Linked DNA regions of Sus scrofa: region 1 is linked to region 2. The links are chromatin contacts, called in public Hi-C maps. All regions are on one chromosome and are shown on one strand. Each heading gives the region's core, a stretch centred on a gene start, on an enhancer-like site or on the middle of the called end of the contact. The rest is flanking DNA. Distances are from core to core; before and after follow the strand shown.

Region 1 (4,685 bases), core at 716-3,215, 5.0 Mb before region 2:
TGGTGTAGGCCGGCAGCTACAGCTCTGACTAGACCCCTAGCCTGGAAACCTCCATATGCCGTGGGTGTGGCCCTAAAAAAGGACAAAAAGACAAAAAAAAAAAAAAAGTATTTGGGAGTTCCCTTGGTGGCACAGTGGGCTAAGGATCCAGTGTTGCTACTGCAGTGGCTCAGGCCACAGTTGTGGCATATTCAATCCCTGGCCCTGGAATTTCCGAATGCCACAGCCAAAAAAATACAAGATAAAAATACAAAACAAAGACAAAAAAAGAAATATCATTTGTAACAAGCAAAACAAGAGTTCCCTTTGTGGCAGCAGTTAATGAGCCTGACTAGGATCCATGAGGTTGCGGGTTCAATCCCTGGCCTCACTCAGTGGGTTGAGGATCCTGCGTTGCTGTGTAGGGAACCTCCATATGCTATGGACTCAGCCCTAAAATGAAAAAAAAAAAAAAATTCCACAAAAAACTCCAGAAAACCAAGCAAAACAAAATAGTTGATAAAGTTTGTAAAAACTCACTGAAAAGTCTAAGCCCATTTGATTAGATTTTAAGGTCCCTCACAACCAAGTCCTAGCTAGGGTGCCTGATTCCACCTAGTTCCTAAGGCTTAAGGAGAATTACATCCAAGAGATTCTGAACTCAAGCTCTGGACTCAGGCTGCCTGAATTCCAACCCCAACTTGGCCTCCTACTTGGTGGGTGACTATGTGCAAATAATGTACAGCTCCCTAGGTCTCAATCCCATTTTACAGAATAGGGAAAATGCAATGTTTCTTCACGGAGCCATGATGTGGCATAATATACTTACTTGTGCAAAGCCCTCATCATCGAAGTTAGTTTTTTAAAATTTTATTTTACGGCCGCACCCTCGTTCTGAGCCAGGGATTGCAGCTGCGGCAACTACGGATTCTTAACCCACTGCTTCGCAGCCAGAAATCTGAAGTTAATTACCAACAATACCCATGTCCAATTACACGTTCTATATATCCTCTGATTGATGTGCCCACCATTGGAAAAAAAAAAAGGATGTCAAGTTTCATTTACTCCGGGCATTGCTCTCAGTAGCCCAGGAGTCACTCCTTCTACCTCAGTGCAGCCCTTTCTGAGAAATCACGCTGGGGAAAGAAAGAACGCTGTGGAATGCGACGATCGAGTCCCCGTCTCTGATTAAAGTTAAAGCCTCCCCTCCCTTCAAGCAATCTGGAAGCAATCCTCACCTTTCCCTCCAAAAAAGTCAGAATAGGTCCGGGATTATCCAGCATCACACAGGCAAAGACAGAAGGGCAAGAATCACTGAAGCTGGATCTCTGACCCTAACCCGGGGACCTAACCGCTCCAGGGTAAATTAACATCAAGAAGAGATGTTAATTCACTACGTGCCAGGTACTAGTTAAGACGTCAATTTGTACCATCTCTTTTAAGTCCCCAAACGATTGTATCAGGAAAGTCCTAATATCCTAATATTTTAAAGAAAAGCAACAAGAGGCACCAGGAGATTAACTCCCAACGCAAGGAAACAGAAGGGTGCGTGAAAAGTGTAGGGAGGCGGACTGGGCGAGCTGAGAGCAGGAGAACTCTCAATCCTGGGGATACGCAATTAGAGTTCGTGCCCTATCTGGGTAAAGAGACGACTCTCAATGCACAGAGGCTCTGAGTAGGGAATACACACCGCTGTCCTTGCGCCTGGGTACCTGTGCTCTCCGCCAAAGATTCTTTTCCCCTAAATCTGTTGTCAAGTCCTTGCGGCTCCCGAGCAAACATCCAGGAAGTTCAGAAGGGCCAGCTAGACTCGGAACTGACGCACCGCCCCCACAGAAAACACCAGCAAACTAACACTCGGGGAACGGAAGTGCCTACGAGTTCGCGGAGCGGCTGGACTACACTTCCCAGAATGCATCAGACCCCCGGAAGTGCAATTGGTGCGCAGAGGATCTGGACTACACTTCCCAGAATGCACCAGGCACCACCCTCCTCCCACCCACGCCCACGGAAGTGCAAGCGACTACGCGGAGCATCTGGACTACACTTCCTAGAATACCAAGGAAAACCATCGGGAGTCTCACCTTCCAGGTAGACGTGTTGGGGGCGCAGGAAGTTTCTTGCCTCCACTTCCCAGGATGCCAGGGCGGAAAGAATCCCACAGTCCCGACTTCCGTGGTGGTAGTAAGAGTCTGCTCCTGAGTCGTCCCGCGAAGGTATTCCACAGACACGACTTTTTGAAGTAGAAATCCTCCCAATTATGGCAGCAGTATTGTTGGCACGGGAGGGGGGGCGGGGGAGGAAGTGAGGAGATAAAACCTTCAAAAAATTAACTGAGGAATGACTAGGGGACGGTAGGTGATTAAAAGGAGAGTAATTTGAGTATAATCTGACAGTATAAGGCTAAAGAATAGGCGAGGTAGAATGATTTGGGTGGAAAAATGAACGAAGAAGGTATTAACCCAACTCCAGACCCTGTGGTATCACTGGTTTGGCAGGAAAAACAACTTGAAAGGGCCAAAGTGGGAGCCTGTTTTATGGAAAATTGCTTTTCCTTTATTGAGGTTATTACAATACCTACTTTGGAGGTGAAAACATTAAATTTCAGAGAAGTTAAGAAATTGTTGGAATTCCCACTGCGGTGCAGCAGAAACAATCCCTGGGTCTCACTCAGTGGGTCAGGTATCTGGTATTGCCATGAACTGTGGTGTAGGTTTCACACGTCTTGGATCCTGCGCTGCTGTGGCTGTGGTGTAGGCAGAAGTTGTAGCTCTGACTGGACCCCTAGCCTGGGAACCTCCATATGCCAAGGGTTCTGCCCTAAAGACCAAAACAAAAAAAGTACATTAATGGCTAAGGCTACTTCTTTACCTTTAATTAACGGCATTAACAATGCTGAAAATCTTGGCATTGGACTCCCAATGCCAAGGCTGACTCCCAAAGCCTATGATTTGTTTTTTTGTTGTTTTTTTTTTGGCCACCCTGTGGCATATGGAGTTCCCAAACCAGGGATCAGATCCAAGCTGCAATTACAATCAAAACTGCAGCTACAGCAACAATGGATCCTAAACCTTCTGTGCCAGGGCCAGGAATCCCAAAACACTGCCAATCCTGTGCACAGCAGGAACTCCCAAAGCCTATGATTTAATGTTAGAGCAGTGAGGAGTCTACTGGTGAGGGAAGATGTTTTGTATTAAGAGTTTTTCCTTTATATTTTCTGGTTAAAGTATCTTTATTACAATAGTAATTTAAAAACACATGTTGGAGTTTCTGTCGTGGCTCAGTGGTTGACGAATCTGACTAGGAACAATGAGGTTGCGGGTTCGATCCCTGGCCTTGCTCAGTGGGTTAAGGATCCAGCGTTGCCATGAGCTGTGGTATAGATTGCAGATGCATCTCAGATCCTGTGTTGCTGTGTTGCTGTGGCTCTGGCGTAGGATGGCAGCTACAGCTCTGATTGGACCCCTAGCCTGGGAACCTCCATATGCTGTGGGAGCAGCCCTAGAAAAGGAGAAAAGACAAAAAAATAAAAAATAAAAAAATAAAAGCACATGTTACTGAAAGCTAATTAAATATAGCATAAAGTAAAATGGGGGGGGGCGGAGCACCTAGACTCCTTCCCCTTGAAGGTAAGTTTTTTTTCTCCCTGTAAACATACATATATGTATCATCATATACATTTTTAATGAAATCCCATGTTAAACTCAGTATAGGCTAGACATTTTCTAATATCAGCACTGAAAATCTCTTTCCAAATGTTGGCTATATAATGCTTCACTGAATGAACTGAGAGTTGAAAGCAAAACTGCCCCTGACATTAGGAAGCTGGTGTGACACTCACAACTAGGCTAACATTATTCTCCTTTGGGACATCAATCAGAATATCATCCTCAAAGAAGTTTCTCTGAGACCACGGTAGTGAGACAAAACAAGGACCCTTTATAATTTTGTTTAGACAAAAACAAGGTCACTGTGCCACTTGTATAATGCCAAACATGCCCCTCTTGTCTAAAAGAGAGGTACTTCTTTACCACTTAGAGATTTTCCTCATTTTTTTGTTTTTTTTTGTTTTGTTTGTTTGTCTTTTTAGGGCTGCACCCATGGCATGGAGGTTCCCAGGCTAGAAGTTGAATCAGAGCTGTAGCCACCAGCCTACACCAGAGCCACAGCAACGTCAGATCCAAGCCAAGTCTATGACCTACACCACAGCTCACAGTAACGCCAGATCCTTAACCCACAGAGCAGGCCAGGGATCGAACCTGCAACCTCATGGTTCCTAGTCGGATTTGTTTCCGCTGCGCCATGACAGGAATTCCAAGATTTCTTTGTTCTCAGCTACTCTCCCAAAATAAAAAACTTGAGCTACTAGGTCTTCAAATTGCTACTTTCTGACAGCATCCAATCTACAGTGAGCCATGTTTCCTTAGGCCCTCTCCCAAAACACCCGACCAGAGCCCAAATCCTAGAATAGATTGTGACACCCTTTTGTGACATCTCATGGTTCCCCTTGATGGGTGTAGTCTCACTGCAACAAACAATAAGCCCAACTTGTCAAACCTCTGGTGTGTTCCTGGATGAAGTAAATAAGCATTTTAGCACATGCCCGATGAATATTAGATTTGCTATTATATCTGAAGCTTCAGTGAACAAAGTTTTATATTCTTCTGGGACAGATGCCACTGGCAGTGAACCAACTGCCAATCACA
Region 2 (4,811 bases), core at 348-2,847:
GATGCCGACCTACACCACAGCCCCAGCCATGCAGGATCCCAGCCATGTCTGACTCCTATACCACAGCTCAAGGCGACGCCAGATCCTTAACTCACTGAGCAAGGCCAGGGATTGAACCCACATCCTCAAGGATACTGGTCAGGTTCCTTACTGCTGAGCCACAATGGAACTCCCATAACAAAGGAATTTTTGAAGGTTAATATGAACATTTCAGGGAAGAAGCAGCACTCAATAATCTTAGACACTTTTTGTACATGCAACAGTGCTATTCTTTTAGCCCATTTGAGGTGGGGTTTTTTTGGTCTTTGTGCCATTTCTTGGGCCGTTCCCACGGTATATGGGAGGTTCCCAGGCTAGGGGTCTAATCGGAGCTGTAGCTGCCAGCCTACACCAGAGCCACAGCAACGCGGGATCCGAGCCACGTCTGCGACCTACACCACAGCTCATGGCACCGCTGGATGGTTAACCCACTGAGCAAGGGCAGGGATCGAACCCGAAACCTCATGGTTCCTAGTTGGATTCGTTAACCACTGCGCCACGACGGGAACTCCCCATTCGAGGTGTTTCTAAGGGGAATGGCAGAAATAGTGAGGCAGAGAAAAATTATGAGATAACAGGCTTTTCCTGCAGCTCAAACTTTGTGTGACTTTTGAGTGTGATATGCAGTAGCCAGAGCCGTGGAGACTACATTTCTATGATTGTGTGAGCTATGTTTCTATGTTCTAGGTCATAAGTTTCTGCTCTATGTTATGTTCTCTATTTCTATGATTCTTGTGTGAGCTCTTCAGATCCTGTGAGAGCTCTTCAGTTGAGGAAGTAGACTAAGTTGGCAAGGGTAGTGCTTGTTTGTTTTTTGGCTGCGCCTGTGACATGTGCAAGTTCCTAGGCCAGGGATCGAACCCGGGTCACAGGAGTGACCCAAGCCACTGCAAGGTGATAGTGCAGTTGGATCCTTAACCTGATGAGCCATAAGAGAACTCCAAGAGTAGTTTTTTTGTTTTCATTACTTGCTGTTGCTATAATATATGTCGCTTTGCCTGAAGTTTTGTGATAATAAACATGGGGTAGCTTATGTGATTTTGGTTTTATGACGCGTGTATGAATCCACAGGTGACTACTGGAATGTCTCCCTAACTACTTCGTTGCGTGGTTGTAAGGGTTTGTGTAAATGTGCTTTTCTTTTATATAAATAAATGGGGCTTACACAAAGAGCCAATTGCAATCATGGTCACAAACACAAACGTCATTTACACATATGCCCATGCACACAATTACACTGTCACAAAAGCATGACTCCAGGAGCTGTCACAACAGCCAAATACACTTAGTCCGGAGACTAATTTCCGTCACACACCCACATCCTAATCCCTCCCTCCGGTTGCTCCTGCACTTAGAAACCTAACACTCCAGACACTCCTCTTGCCAGTCCTGGGGCGACAGGATTCGTTACCTTCAGCATCCTCAGGAGGAGCTCTGGTCCAAGCTCTGACTCGAATTCCAGGACCCACGCAGAGCCCTGCCTACTGAACCCGTCCTGGGAAGCCCTCAACCGCCTCTGCCGCTGACCATTCACCCGACGTTCCTACCGGAAGTAGCTCTGGCGCGCTGTGGGCTCTGGGAAACGTAGTCCGCGAGCAAGGAGCCTGGGAGGCTAGCGAAGTAGGTAGATCTTCCGCCAGACTTCCTGCCGCACCTGCGCGCTTTCAATGAGGCTATGAGAGATGCCACCACCGCCCAACTGAGGGGCGCAAACTCGGATCTGATGCAGAGAGCTTCAGCCTCTGCTGTGCGGTTGCTATGCTGGATGTGTTTTCTGTCCACGTATCCGAAAGCGCGTCAGATCGAGAGGGAGAGGATTATGTGACAGCGAGTGGAGGGTGTCAAGCGTGAGAAAACTCGTATGTGAAAGCGGATGTGGTGCATACTTGTATAGGTTTAGGCGGTGAGCTTGGCCACGCGCAGTGTTTGTGTGGTGGCATAATGTGATGTGATTTAGGTATGCGCTTGAGACAGTGATTGGTTACTCATGATTGCGGGTGGCGCGGTTACACAGGCAATGACCTTGTAACATTCAGTGTGCCAGGTCTACCTGTGACTACTGGGAGGATTTGGCTGTGGCGAGTGTCCGCGGGTGAATTTCACTAGAGAAGGGAGGAAGCTTGTCTCTTAGGACTAGGAGGCACCGAATGGATGAATCACAGATTCCTGGTGAAGGGTGAACTGGTTCTGAGCCTTATCTTGGCGGTGGAGGGGAGGGGGGGGTTGTGAGGTGATACTGTGTGTCTAAGTGTGCATGAGAGACTGGAATTAACTGAGAGGGGTGGAAACTAGTACAGATTAACTGCCAGAAGGGACAAATCTATGGTAAAGATTTTTAACCTTGCTGAGAGGCCAGAAACCCTATCTCTTGTGTGAGGAAATGTATCTGTGAGAACATGGGATTGTGTTTCTTTGTCGATTCTTGATCATATGTGTGAGATGGTGTGCACTTGAGACTATCACTGGGAGAGAGTGTTGAGTGAAACGTACGAAGTTTGTGAAAGTGGTTTGTGACTAGAGCCAAATCTCTGGATGAATTTTATGACAGTGAAAATATATGTTCAGTGAGTGAGTATAATGCTGTGATTTGAGTTTGATATTTTAACTGAGTATGATTGGGTAGGAGATCACATGAGAGATTTGGTAGATACATTTTTGTGTGTGTTAGAAGGCAACTTATGTAAGTTAAAATCTTGATAGAGATAGTGTATATGGTTGTGATTTTATATTAGTAACTACATGAGAGACTGCAGTATTACAAGTGTGTGAGATTGAGTTTACTACCTATAAAAAGACAATGATGGGAATTCCCATAGTGGCTCAGTGGTTAATGAATCCGACTAGGAACCATGAGGTTGAGGGTTCTATCCCTGACCTCGGTTGGTGGTTTAAGGATCCGGTGTTGCTGTGGCTCAGATCTCGTGTTGCTGTGGCTCTGGCGTAGGCCAGTGGCTACAGCTCTGATTAGACCCCTGGCCTGGATCCTCCATATGCCGCGGGTTTGGCCCTCAAAAAACGAAAGACAAAAAAATAAATAAAAAGCAAAATGACCATGACTTTTTTTTTTTAATTTCTGTCATGTGGTAACTGGAAGAATGGTTGATGTTCTTTGGTAGACGTGAAAGATGGTAAGTCTGCTAAACTCTTTAACTTGACCTGTATAAATGGAAGAGTTCTAGGGCAAGAGAACAAAAGTCTAGCTTGAATGATAAGAGTCACAGCCCCTCATTTCTCAGACTTAACCCTCTATACAGACTTAGAACCTCTGCAATGAGTGGCCCTGCTACATTACCAAAAATTTACATTGTTAAATTTTCCCCTAAGCTTTCCCAAAGGAACCTACAGCCTTTACCCGGATAACTATGTCAAGGAAAAGGAAGTGATCAGAACTTTCAGGGAATACTGAACACTGGTTCTGGACACTAATTTTAGGAGACCCAAAACATCACTGTGGTTCACTAGTCAGGGTGGACCAGGGCCTGTAGCAGTCAGGTGATCGATGAAGTTTTAGCTCAAGTCCATCTAAAGTAGACCCTAAACCCATCCTGTGGTTTTTTCCCCCCCCAAGTCCTGGAATGGATAATTGGGATAGACATACTCAGCAGCTGTTAAGAATTCTCACATGGGTTCTCTGTCCTGTTGAGTGAGGGCTATGATGGTGGGAAAGGACAAGTGGAAGCTACTAGAACGGCCTCTACCTAGAAAAACAGTAAACCAAAAGAAACACTGCATTTCAGAAATCAGTGCCATCATTAAGGGCTTGAAAGATGCAAAGGAGGTGATTCCCACCACATCCATATTCAACTTGCCTATTTGGCCTGCGCAGAAGACAGATGGACACTGGAGAATGATAATGGATCATCATAACCTTAACCAGGTGGTGACGCCAATTGCAGCTGCTGCACCGAATGTAGTTTCATCCATTGAGCAAATTAGCACATTCCTGGTACCTGGATGTAACTATTGATCTGGCAATTTTTTTCTTCCCTCGTATTAATGAAGACAACCAGAGGCAGTTTGCTTTCAGCTGTCAAGGCCAGCAATACATCTTTGATGTCCCACTTCAGGGCTCTATCAACATTCCAGCCTTATGTCATAATTTAGTTCACAAAGATCTTAATTACCTTTCCCTCCACAAAATGTCATGCCGATAAATTTCACTGATGACAATATGCTGATTGGGCCTAGTGAGCAAGAAGTGGCAACTACTCTAGATTTATTGGTAAGACATTTGTGTATCAGAGGGTGGAAAATAAATCCACCAAAAACTCAGGGACCTTCTACCTCAGTGAAATCTGTAGGGTTCCAGTGGGGTGGGCATGTCAGATACCCTAAGGTGAAAGATAAGTTGTTGCACCTGGCTCCTCCCACAACCAAAAAATGAAGTGCAGCAATGGATCCATTACCATGGAATTCCTGGTCTTACTATGTTCCCTTCCATCCCAAGGCACTGGCTTGATAGAACAATGGGATGATCTTTTGAAGACTCAACTACAATGCCAGCTAGGTGGCAGTTATCTTGCAGGGCTGAGGCAAAGTTCCCCAGAAGGCTATATATGCTCTGGATCAGTGTCTAATATCTGGTGCTGTTTCTCCCATGGCCAAGATTCACAAGACCAGTAATTAAAAAATGGGCATGACACTACTCACTATTACCTCTACTAACCCAAAAGTAAAATTTTTGTTCCTGTCCCCACAAGCTTTGCTCTGCTGCCCTTAGTTCCAAATGGAGGAATCCTTCCAACAGGAGACACAATGATTTCATTGACCTG

What was found. A called contact is a pair of places that touch in the nucleus more often than the background predicts.
Region 1: a contact with region 2 is called in a Hi-C map of liver, with 7 times the contacts expected there. The contact joins the promoter of LOC110260999 here to the promoter of LOC106510528 in region 2. A contact is called at or near these places in 2 of 47 Hi-C or Micro-C datasets (heart right ventricle and liver).

The regions. Positions count from the first base shown.
Region 1 is chr6:50,770,029-50,774,713 of Sscrofa11.1, reverse strand. It overlaps LOC110260999, which reads left to right and starts at 1,965. Exons shown (of 2, transcript XR_002344680.1): 1 at 1,965-2,195. It overlaps LOC100737582 (zinc finger protein 226-like), which reads right to left and starts at 1,829. Exons shown (of 13, transcript XM_021097546.1): 1 at 1,670-1,829. It overlaps LOC102167899 (a long non-coding RNA gene), which reads right to left. Exons shown (of 2, transcript XR_298582.3): 2 at 4,618-4,685.
Region 2 is chr6:45,740,630-45,745,440 of Sscrofa11.1, reverse strand. It overlaps LOC106510528 (zinc finger protein 461), which reads right to left and starts at 1,597. Exons shown (of 4, transcript XM_021097140.1): 1 at 1,451-1,597. The coding sequence starts at 1,459.